Linked DNA regions of Mus musculus: all the other regions are linked to region 3. Evidence: chromatin contacts called from public HiChIP or PLAC-seq and promoter capture Hi-C data. All regions are on one chromosome and are shown on one strand. The core of a region is the stretch at or near the end of the contact, and the rest is flanking DNA. Distances in the headings are between cores, read along the strand shown. Region 1 holds the start of Rnf217 (ring finger protein 217). Region 2 overlaps Nkain2 (Na+/K+ transporting ATPase interacting 2). Region 3 holds the start of Trdn (triadin).

Region 1 (3,542 bases), core at 755-3,254, 1.5 Mb before region 3:
AACCAACAAGCCCGTCAGAAGAGGGTGGAGGGAGGGAAGGAAGTTCTGCGTTCCCCTGTTTGGTTAAACCTTTGGTCTCTCTGCTTTGTTTTGCTCTTTCTGTTCTGTTTCTCTCTTGAAGAGATAAAAGTATTGTGCTGGCTTAAAATTTCAGTGGAAAAAAAGTATTTTAACTTCGGTGTGGAAGGGTAGGCAAGAGTTTTTTGCTCTTTCTTCTTTACATTTCGCTGGCTATATACAAAGGCAACGAATTTAAAAGGCAGGTTATCACAGCCCTGACATACTAATTCCAAACCTTCTCCTCACCAGGTCCACAAATATTTATTTTATGCTCACTGTCTGTTAGTTTCTGGGATGCCAGGCCTGTGAGGCAGTCTTTCTACTTTCCTGGGAACAAGCTCTTGCATGCAATCCACAGACAAAATAATCAGAGGGCAATCCACCTCATTCCTCTAGCAGCTGCCAACCAAAACCTGAATCTCAGAGCAGAGTTAACCAGCCAATAAACCAGTGTGAGTAAAATACATTCAATAACAACTAGAACGCCAGCAATTGCTGGAGACCCTGGATAAGGGGACCGGTCACCTCTGTCCTTGCTAGGAAGTTTAATGCCTTGCCATGGCGATCAGGGCTGAGGGTGGGCAGAGAGTAGTGGAGAGTTACCTGAGAGCTCAGGTAGATTTTGAGGCACTCCTCGCACACCGCCTTCTTGCAGCAGGGCAGGGGCTTGATGGGTTTGTCTTCCAGGCACACCCGGCACATCAGCACCATGAGGGGCGCATAGGGGTCCCCTACTCCCCCCAGGCCAGAGTAGGGTGGAGCCCCTAATAGGCCAGGCACGGAGAAGGGCTCCGGAGCCAGGTAGAACTCCAGCTCGATGCTGCCGCCGTCGGGGGAAAGGGGGTCAGCCGGGAGCGACAGCGGGGAGCTGGGGAAGGAGGGCGGCGGGCTGGCGGGAATCGGCCCCAGCGGTGCTTGAGGTGGGGACTCCGACGGCGACGGGGACTCGGCGGAGGGGGCCTCGGGCAAGTCGCTCTCCACGCAGTACACGGAGCAGAGGACTTGCGGCTTGGCGGGGGGCGGGTGTCGCTGGGCCAGCACGTCCAGGAGCAGCCCGTCGGGGGGCTGCTGGCCGGGGGGCGCCTCCCGTGGCCCCGCTCCCTCCGCCTCGCGCTCCAGCTGCAGTTCCAGACTCTGGGGGTCCAGGGGCCCGCTGAGTGGCAGTCGCGCGGGCTGCCCTGCCGGGGCCCGGTTGCTCGCAGGCTCCTGGACACTCGCGTCCACGCAGCCCGGGTCTCTGCCGCCGCCGCCGCCGTTCGGCCGTGAAGAGGAGGCTGCAGCGCGCGGCCCGGCTGTCCGGACGCGGTCCCCTCGCGGCCTGGGGGACTCGGGCTGGCCCGCCGAGCCTCCGCCAGAGGCCCGCGCCCCGCCGCTGCCGCTCACCGTGCTCTGCTCCTCGCCCATCGCCGCCCGCGGCCTGCGCCGCCGCCGCCCATCCAGCCGCCCGGACCCCCAGCCGGCGCCGGGCAGCGCGGGCAAGCGGCTCCGCTCCACTCGCGGCGGCCCTTCTGCTTCCGGATCCCTCCTCCGGGGCCGGGACGCCCCAAGCGCCCTCCGGGGAGCCCGGGCTCCCGGGCCGCAGCGTGCGGGCAGCCGGCTCCTCCTCCTCCACCTCGTAGTCGTCGTCTTCCTCCTCGTCCGGCGCGGCCGGGCACCGCCTCGAGGACTCCGAGGGCCTCAGGCTGAGGGGGCCCGGCCCGCATGCACGTCGCGGCGCTGCCGCGGACCCGCGAGTCCCGGGTGGGGCGGAAGAGTTCCCGGGAGGCGGGAGGAGACGGTCAGCCCCGCGCCATCCCTGCCTCCGCGGCGGGGCGCGCAGCCGGCGATCCCGAGGGTCGCCGGGCCTGTGGCGTCACCGAGAGGTGGCCGAGTCCGCAAGCAGTGGCTGGTGTCCCTGGAGGAGAAGCGGGAGACCTCCCTCTCCTCGTGCAGCACCTAGGGCCCTGCTCCCTCCCCTCACCCCACCCCTTTGGCACACACCTCCCCACACGTACACACATACGCGCGCGGGCGCCCACGCACACAGTCGCACGCACACAGGAGTGAGGGTGATCTAAGCTGAGCTGTGCTCTCACCCCTAAGAATTCCCACTCGGCCCCAGCCAAATGCTTAAGCGCTTGCAGGCGCCCCTTAGTGCTCTGCTTTAAGTAGAACTTCCGACAAAAACTGCTGGACCCTGGGCTCTGGACGGAGAACACACTGGGATGTCACGCTCGAGAAGTAGAGGCGATGGTGTGCATTCTACCTGGTGCGATAGGAAGGATCTTCGAAAACCATAAATAACCCAAAAGCACTTGTCGTCTGCTCCTCCAACTATAATATTTACAAGCACTAAGGAATAACTAATCTGACATTTACTGCTTTTCCTCTGCTCAGTGTTCTCTCGCGAATTATTTTTGTGGGCTCTTGGGGTTTTGTTTGTTTGTTTGTTTGGTTTTTGTTTTGTTTCTGAACCCCTTTAAGTGGGTAGCCTGGCCTGATTAATCAGCTGGATCATCATTAGGAATCAGGGAAACTTATTAACATAACCATATTCATACCCAAAACTGTTTCCAAGGCAACAATTATATCTCAGCCAGAACTTAATTATGTGTTGATCTATCTTTATTTTACAGGAAGTATTAGTCACCCAAACACTGGTGTGATTTAGTTTTCTAAAGCCAATGAAAACATTTTTGGGAAGCCAACCATTTTTATTTTTTTAAAATAGGGAGGGAATTCAATTTACACATTCATGTCAAAGGAAAAATCTGTTAAATGTGTAGATTATTTTTTAACCTTGAAGTTGTTATTGATTTGTTCTAAAATATTTTCCAAGGCAAATGCAAAGGCTACAAGGGAACTAAGAATTCAGTATTGACCAAGCAGAGACCCAAAGGTCATGGGTTTCAATCAGGTGCGGTTGAAGCTCAGGTACACCAGAGCATGGTGACTTGCCGCCAGATGCCCTGGCACTCAGTAGTCTGACCCAAGAATGAAGAATAACTATTTTTTGATGATTAAATGGTACTCAGGCAGCCTGGAGAGATAGCTCACTCACTCAATCCTCAGTATCCACCTCAGAAACACAACCCGCTGGAAAGCCCAGACAGGTAAGTGGACGGATGTTGCTGGGACTCCAGAAGACTCCATCTCCCTGTTCAAGGATTGCCCTTTCTTTCCTTACCAGGACTTCTTCCTGCTACATGCTGCTAGCATTTCTGAGCAACATGTCATCTTCCTCTAGGTAAATCCTCTCGTGCCTGACTCCTGGGCCTGGCACCTCTAGCATGAGGTCTGGGACTCACAGGTCCCCAACAGCACAGAGGAATCATAACGCAATCCTATAATGGTGGGTCTTTGCTCAGTCTATCCCAGGTTCATGGAGCACCACTGATAAGTGTGCTGATGGGATTTCTTTCTTTCTTTCTTTCTTTCTTTCTTTCTTTCTTTCTTTCTTTCTTTCTTTCCTTTCTTCCTTTCTTTCTTTCTTTAAAAAAAAA
Region 2 (3,785 bases), core at 817-3,316, 1.3 Mb before region 3:
CTGCATAGTAAGTTCCTATGCTCAAACAGTTACCATCGAGCCCGGTGACACTGGCCATCTGGAGACATGCTCAAAACATACAGAATGTAGTTTGATAAACAGAGTAGGCCAGCAGACTTTAGAAGAAAAATCAAAAAAAAAAAAAGTAATAGAAAATTATCCTGAAAGCAGTGAGTTCTTTTCTGTGGTTCTCTTTTTCAAAAGAAAGATTTTATAAATTGATTGTGACTTTTGTCCCTAGGCCCCTTGACTTGAGAGAATTCAGGACAGGGCTTTATTCATTTGCATTTAGTTGGTGGGCATTTGTATGTGTCTAACTTCAAATTTAAGTAGCTAGAATTCATTTTCCAATATTGATTTCAGACTAAGTCCCTTAGGTTATGACAGTCCACAACTTTTCCCTAGGTGATTTTCATATTGAATAACATCTGGAAAAGGCATTGTGTCTCTATTAGGTAAGGTGGTAACCATAGTCATTTTTTATAGTAGCCATGGGGATTCCAGGAACTTCCTGTGGATTTAAAACTTACAATTTCCTAGGTATCCTAGAAAAAAAATGACACAGAGTTTATATATAATCTACACACACCCTGCACTAGACACAGTCATCTTTGGATTACTGCATTGGATTGTATTATCCAATGCAGTGTAAATGTTCTGTTCAATAAACAGTTGCTATCATCTATCTATCTATCTATCTATCTATCTATCTATCTATCTATCTATCTATCTACTCTTTGTAACTTTTGACAAGGACAACACATCTGGCCATAGTTTGTACAAATGTACTCTTCCCTCTCCCCAAATATTTTCTATCTGCCATTTTGAGTCTACAAGTAAAGGAATCCATAGATATGGATAAAGTATTTAGAAAAAGGTACTTTAAAATGGATGCATGTACTTTGTTCTAATGAAATTACTTTAAGAAAGAAACTAATGAAAATGGAGAAGTCATGTATTGAAGGACTTTTTTTTTCCCTCTTAAAGACTGTAGATATTTTCTATAAAGATCTTTTAATAGCAGGTAACACTCGAAGGTAAATTTTTAGTATTGTCACTGAAGTGACAAAGTGTCAATGCTATGCATCAGGGGGTGGGGTCTAAGCAAGAGAAAAGTGCCATGCATATGGTAAAAAGGATGAAGACCAGTGATCCCAGACACTTTAATTTCTTTTATAGAAGATTGTAAACAAGAACAAATATGGGGTGTTAACTGGTTGGAGGAGACATGGGGCCATAAAGCTATGGTCAGAGACAGGGGAGCTGGGCTGTAAAGAGCATAGTGAGGATGCCCACTCTAAGGTATTTGCAAGAGACCAACATTTAGTTCTTAAAAGGACAAGATGTTCTCTTAAGACAGAACAAACACAAACATGTGTGTTCTAAGGGCCACTGTGCTCAAATGGTTGAGACAGTCCATGCTTTGCTTTTAGTTTTCCTTGGTGTGGAACTTTTCATCTAAAAGCAGATGATGTTACAGTTGAAAGTGTCGGGATTTCTTGCTTGATGGTAGTGAAGATGCTGCCATGCTGGGCAGCATTACTACCCAAAAATTCTAATCTGAGGCCACCTCCACTCTTCCCTCCATAAATACACTTATACATTAAAAAAGCATATTATGTGCGTGCACATGTACACGCATGCTTGCCTGCTTCTGCATGTACATATGTGCTTGTGTATGTGTGTGTGCATGTATGTGTTTGGGGTATAGCTTGATTTGTGCTCCCTCATTTTATAAATAGAAGGCTTAAATTTGAGTCAAAGCCTTTAAAGAGCCAATTAAAGTTACACACAGTCATCAGAACAGTGCTGCAGTCTAACTGGCTCGAAATTATTAAAAATAACTAGAAAGAGATGGAGAATATGGTACACAAGGACTTTGAAAAAGTACCATATATAAGGCAGGGAGAGGTCTCAGGACAATATGTGTGCTAACACCTCGATCTTGGAGTTTCAGCTTCCAGAACTGGGAGAGAATAAGTTTCTGTTGTTTAAGGTGTTGACGCTGTGGTGTGTTCTCATGGCAGCTCTACTGATTCATAGGAAACAGAACATGCTGCCTGATGTCATATTGTAGTGTGAACAGCAGGTGGCAGTGGTGTGCTGTGAGTTCATGCGGTCAGCTCATTGGCCAGGCTTTAGCTCTGGTTTTGACTATGGGGTCAAGCACAGAGAAGTTCCCGTTCAAGCTTTTCACTGCAGAGAGATGTTGTATTAGTGGATCTGTTATAAGGCTAGCCATGAAGCTTGGTAGGCTCAGTGCTCTCCTAGCACACACAAGACTGAGCTCAACTCAGCATTGCAAAAACATTGCATACTTATAATCCCTGCACTTGGGAGGAGGAATCAGATCAGAAGTTTGAAGTCATCTTGGCTACATAGTAAGTGTGAGGCTAGCCTGAAATATTAATTCCTCCTCTCAATCTCCCCTCCTCTCCCGTGTTATGCAGTCTAGTACCCTCTATTTGAATAATGATTTCTTACTATTTTATGGAGTCTAACTTGTGTTGATGCTCATGGTTCATGGTTCCTTGGAAGTTGATGCCTCTCCCTGTAGAGAGAATCTCTTTGTGTAATATTTGGAAGCATCACTTGCCAGTAAAAGGCTGATGGCCTATTAGCTGAGGCAGGAAATAGGGGGTGGGAGTTCTGGTAGGGAGATAGGAACTCTGGGTGCTGGCAGAGGTTCAAACACTGAGGACACAGATGCATGAAGTTGAGAAGAGGTAACCAGCAACGTGGCATTCATATAATACAGTAAATGGATTAATTAAGTTATGAGATATTTGGGGAATGAGTCAAAGCTTATGGCATAGGCATTCATTCATATATTATTAAATCTCAGCGTCATTATTTGGGGAACTGAGATGCAGGTAGAACATGCTGAAGGTATAAGTACCGTCTCACTTCTGCTGGGTACTCTGAAGACTGAGCACAGAGCTGTTCACTTTCAGATCCTCCGCAAGCTTATTTTATTCACCCGGTAGCCATAACCTTGTCCTTATCTCTACAGTGTGTTCTCACCACAAGTTACAGAACCTAAACTTTCCTCTAGGGATGGAGAGAACTAATTTGACAAGCAGGTAGCTTTAAAAAGATACTGTGGAAGCTTCAGTGTTGCACAAGCATCAGAGATTTCTTAAGTCTTCAAGGCTTGCTTTCAGAGTACCCCCTTTTGTTGTTTTTGTTGGCTTTCTTAAAAATAAGGGTCAAAATAATTTTCTTTATTCCCAAAGTTGGACAAACATTTCAACTCCTCTTTACTTAAGATTATTAGAAGTCAGATTTCTGGTCAGTGTCTTTCGATAAGCACATGGTAAGAGACTAAGACAATGATCGTAGTGTGAGAAATGCTAGCTAAGAGTTTACTCTGTAAACACTCCTAACTGTTGCTGGAAATCACCACAGATAAACGTAACTAGAAGTCACCAAAGGTCACTGTATGCAAGCAGCCTTGACACACATTTGTGGGCTGTGTGCTTTGCCTGTCAGAGTCTAAACCTGATGCTAATGGCTTAGGAAAGCCAGACAAACAGTTTGAGTTCTCGGATCACCATGAGGAAACTTGTATAGGATATAGTTTCTTACCCTTTGGATTAATAAAGGCAGGAATAAGGAGGTAACAAAATAGATAAAAGACATTACTTTCCGAAGTTTTGTGGAAGCATTTTATTAGATATGGTGGCATAAGATTTATCTATCTAAAAGATGTTGGAAACTTCTGATCTCCTTGGATTTACATGATATTGATAAAGCTTACTTAGGACAGAATTCCCTAAGACAAC
Region 3 (3,902 bases), core at 102-2,601:
TATGAGCACTGTAATCAATGTTAATCATCTCAGTCCAGTCCCAGCTGCTAGTTGTGGGCTCTGTATAACATTAAGAGTCTACCTGGAATCTTTTCCTCCCGTCTGAACTAAGAGTTCTGACTTGTTTATTCAGCTGATTTCTATGCAATTTCTGTTGTGCCATGAAATTGAGGCAGCCAATGAAGACAGCTGGTGACATGTAGGATGTCATTGTCTATGCAAATAGCTGTCACATCATTCTTCTGAGCCTCATTTTAAAACAGAAGATAGAGCTGTGCTTTGTAAACTAAGAATTGCCTACAGATTCAAGAGATTCTGTCAGCCAATGGCAGTGAGTTAAGGCAAAGAGACAAAACTGCAAGCTTTTATTAAGTTGAATGTGAGATGAAAATAAAAGATAAGGAAAGCCAGCCCTTGATAATTCTCAGATTGGTTAAAGTTTATGATCATCAATGCCCTTTGATTCTCCTTCCCCTTCCAACCACCAACTACTGAATATTTCTCTTCTCATTAACACCTGTCTAGAAGTGGGAAGGTGAAATGCTAATCAGGCAATTTAGCTAATTGTTAGCTGCTGCTAGGATTTTTTTTTCTTCCTTTCTTTCAAGTTCGGAAAGGGAAATGGTGAAATCCATTTCTAAAATGTGAACAGTGGATTTCTAAACTTTATTTCACCTTCTCTTTCTTTCACTGCTGAAATGAATTCAGATATTTTGTTTTTAATAAGGTGTTGGAATAAAACCCTGAGACGGCATACTTCTCAGAGATTGATTTTTATTGTCACATTACATGCTTCTTATTGACTAATATTTAAAAATATTAATTTTTTACAACATGACTAGCTTAAAAGAATGGCCAGGAGTTACAAATTTCAGTTCTGAGTGTAGCCCTATATAAGTGCACTTGACTAGAGGATTTGGGACAACAACAAACCAACACAGAAAAATTACTAACAACTGCCCTCCCCTCTGCCTGTGGTAGACATTACATGATCCTCCCCTAGCCAAATAAGGGAGAGAGGAATGTTCTGAGTATTAGAGGCACTAAGAATAAATCTGAGCTATCTAGGGTAAGATTACTTTCAACTCTTTATTTTATGTTTTCTGACACCAATCCCCAATCTGTAATTATATCAGAGACACTGCGGGGGCTTAGACAGCACTTTCTAGATACTCTGGCTTTGTTTTCCTCTTTTATTTATTTGCTTTTATTTATTTACTTACTTATATTTGCCTGTATCTTTAGGGCTTGAGAGTTGGTGTGTGTGTGTGTGTGTGTGTGTGTGTTCCTCCAGAGTGCCAAAAAAAAAAAAAAAAGTGCTGAAGAGTCCAAGGCAGATGAGGCTATTTTTGTTTGAAGCTGATACTTTTAGCTGAGCCACAAGTACTGCTTGGAAAGGGCTTAGGTTGTTTCCAGGGGGAGAACTCTGCAGAGAAGAGGCAAAGTTCAACAAGACAACAAAAATCAGCCAGAAAATCCAGGAAAAGGAAGAGCCCTTGTCATACCCCTCTACCAGAGTTCTCTAATCCTACCTTATTCTGCAAAGTGCCACTTGACTGGAACTCTTCACCTGCTTGATTTCTGCACCCACCATGACTGAGATCACTGCTGAAGGTACTGTTGCCTGGGGACATTATGTAAATCAACAGCCTCAGGGACGCTATAGGCTTCAGCTGGCTTCTAGTTAATTAGTTCTGTGAGTCTACACAGGATCTGCAAAATGAAATTGGAAGCTGAGCGGTTGCCAGATTTGTGTGTTTGAGGGAGCAAGGGGAGATTTATCGGGAATTTTACGTGTGGAAAGTATTTTCTGCTATGCTAGAGGCCCCACTACCCTCTCCGTTATCACCTCACCTCTATAAATAGCTGAGGACATGGTGGCAAAAAATTTAAGACAAAAATTATAAGACATGTGAGGATGGAGATGGAAAAAAATCAGAATATTATGTGTGATGTGTCAGTTTAGAAATATGATCTGGAGCATCTTTTCTTTATAGTATTTAAAATTTGAATTCTTAAATGTCTTCTCTTTCCAGCTAGGGTGCACAGCTTGCTTATATGCATCGCAGATAGAAGTGCCCTGAAGAATCATAGTCATTTTACCATTGACAAATGCTCAAAGACAAAGTTAGAAATTTCAGAAAGTCAGAGAAGTCTAACTTTTAAAAATAAAGCATTTAACTCTTAGAAATCTAGTTATTTTGTAAACTCATTTCTTGTTTCTCTATAAGTAGTGTGTTTTATATTTATATTAACATATTTTCTATTTATACACTTATAATAAATCTACAAACACTCACACCCGTCTTACTAATGAAGTAATTCTTTAAAAATAATACAGTCTGGCTTTAGTTGAGGTAAAACTATGGAAGATACGCTTAACATTCTCTCTGACAGCAATAAGTACATAAGGCAGGTGGTACTTTTGACAGTTTCCAAGTTAAATGTCATTTTGTTTTTAACGAGACTGTAAAATAGAAATCTATTTGTTTTATCTTTTGTGTGGGTAGAAATCTATGTAAAGAAAATAATTTTCCCTGAAGATTTAGGCAATATCTGTGAGGAAAAAAAATGCCTTGCTTGTATTAGTTACAGAGATAGCCTGTCACCACAAATTAATAACAATATTACTGAGAGATTTCCATTTATTAGGTATTTTGTTTAGAAACTTATGCACATTTCGTTTGTGAGACCTCACACCATTCCACTAAGTAGCAATTTGATGTCTATTTCACACACAAAAAACCCTGTTACTCAGATATTCCATGACTTCCCATTACCAAATTGTAGTCAAGATTGGGTATCAGCTCCTTGAAGCCAGCCTGTGTTTTCTCTTTTCCATTAGAGGATATAAAATTTACTGTTTGCCAGTTTTAGTTCAGAATTTGCTAACTGAATGTAAATAATATTATAATTTTTTTTTCTATACTTTGGACATTCTGTGTCATGTCGCCCTTATGTTGGCCTTGAAAAGATCTGTCTATAAAAGTGTTCTGCTTATTCCTGTACAAGGTATTAAGAAACCTCTGGGCATTCCTGTCAGCCTGTGCTTGGAACCTAGGCTGCCACTAATTTCAGACATTGCTGGCCAATCGTGCTCCTTGATTACAGTGCATGTCCTACATGCATTTGCACTTGATCCATAGCACGTTTTATTAAAGGACTGTTGTTTTGAAATAGAATTATTTGTACCCATAGGGAGTTGAAGATGTTGTGAAGCCTCTGTGGTAGGGCCCATAAAACAGCAACTGAGAAAATCTGAGTTGACTACGTGAGCACAGCATATAATTTTCTGGATAATCATCATTTCCCATAGTCTGGTCTTCGGAGTAGGTAGGGTCTCTACCATGTGATCATGAGTGTTGTACTTATTCCTTCTTTGCAATGATCTGTTTATTTGTCAGGAGAAACTTAGATTGCCAGCTCAATGAATTTGTGTTATCTGTGGTTATTACCATAGTCAGTCTCCTCAGTTTTCCAAAGGATTTGACACTTTTTCTTTACCTTGTGATTCCCACTCTTTGTTTCTCATCTATAACAACCTTTCTTCATTCTTTCTTGTTTGCCTTTCATTAAAGAGATGTTTTGTAAAGGTCTTGTTTCTCATTGTTCTTTCAGCCTTCAGTTGTCTTTTCTTTCTTCTGCTGTATTTCACTTACCACCACTTTTGTGCAAATCCCTGAAGTATAAACACTGCAGGAGTAGCCTCATAGCATTTATCTATCTCATCTTTTACTCACTGAATATGAAAAGCAAACATTTTGAAGATTTAGACCAAGGAAGAACAAGGGTGATTCATTGGATGCCTGGTATCATAATAACTCTAAGTCTTTGGCCATTGCTAATTTTGGAAGTTCACAGGTTGACACCTTGGCTTATTTACTTCTAATACATGCCACAAC

The links. Promoter capture Hi-C pulls out the DNA fragments that hold promoters and counts their contacts. HiChIP or PLAC-seq counts read pairs in DNA pulled down with a chosen protein or histone mark.
Region 1: an H3K27ac HiChIP or PLAC-seq map of cardiomyocytes shows a contact between it and region 3, with 5 times the contacts expected there. The contact joins the promoter of Rnf217 here to the promoter of Trdn in region 3. A contact is called at or near these places in 2 of 39 promoter capture datasets (cranial neural crest and hippocampal neurons), 1 of 484 Hi-C or Micro-C datasets (cardiomyocytes) and 3 of 115 datasets of contacts at active chromatin or transcription factors (cardiomyocytes, embryonic forebrain and forebrain).
Region 2: a contact with region 3 is called in a promoter capture Hi-C map of hippocampal neurons, with 12 times the contacts expected there. The contact joins the enhancer-like site here to the promoter of Trdn in region 3. A contact is called at or near these places in 15 of 39 promoter capture datasets (the 3T3-L1 cell line, 3T3-L1-derived adipocytes, the C10 cell line and 8 more).

Annotation. Positions count from the first base shown.
Region 1 is chr10:31,607,721-31,611,262 of GRCm38.p6, forward strand. Rnf217 (ring finger protein 217) reads right to left here and starts at 2,005. Exons shown (of 6, transcript NM_001146349.1): 1 at 664-2,005. The coding sequence starts at 1,464.
Region 2 is chr10:31,740,520-31,744,304 of GRCm38.p6, forward strand. The region is part of intron 5 of Nkain2 (Na+/K+ transporting ATPase interacting 2); the gene reads right to left. Among named protein-coding and RNA genes, the nearest start is that of Rnf217, 130 kb to the left of the region's middle. Within about 2 kb of position 2,067, at least 7 of the 459 cell types and tissues checked have an H3K27ac peak or open chromatin away from gene starts, as enhancers often do. A contact at or near this core is called in hippocampal neurons, where this site is marked.
Region 3 is chr10:33,082,132-33,086,033 of GRCm38.p6, forward strand. It overlaps Trdn (triadin), which reads left to right and starts at 1,352. Exons shown (of 38, transcript NM_029726.2): 1 at 1,352-1,614. The coding sequence starts at 1,593.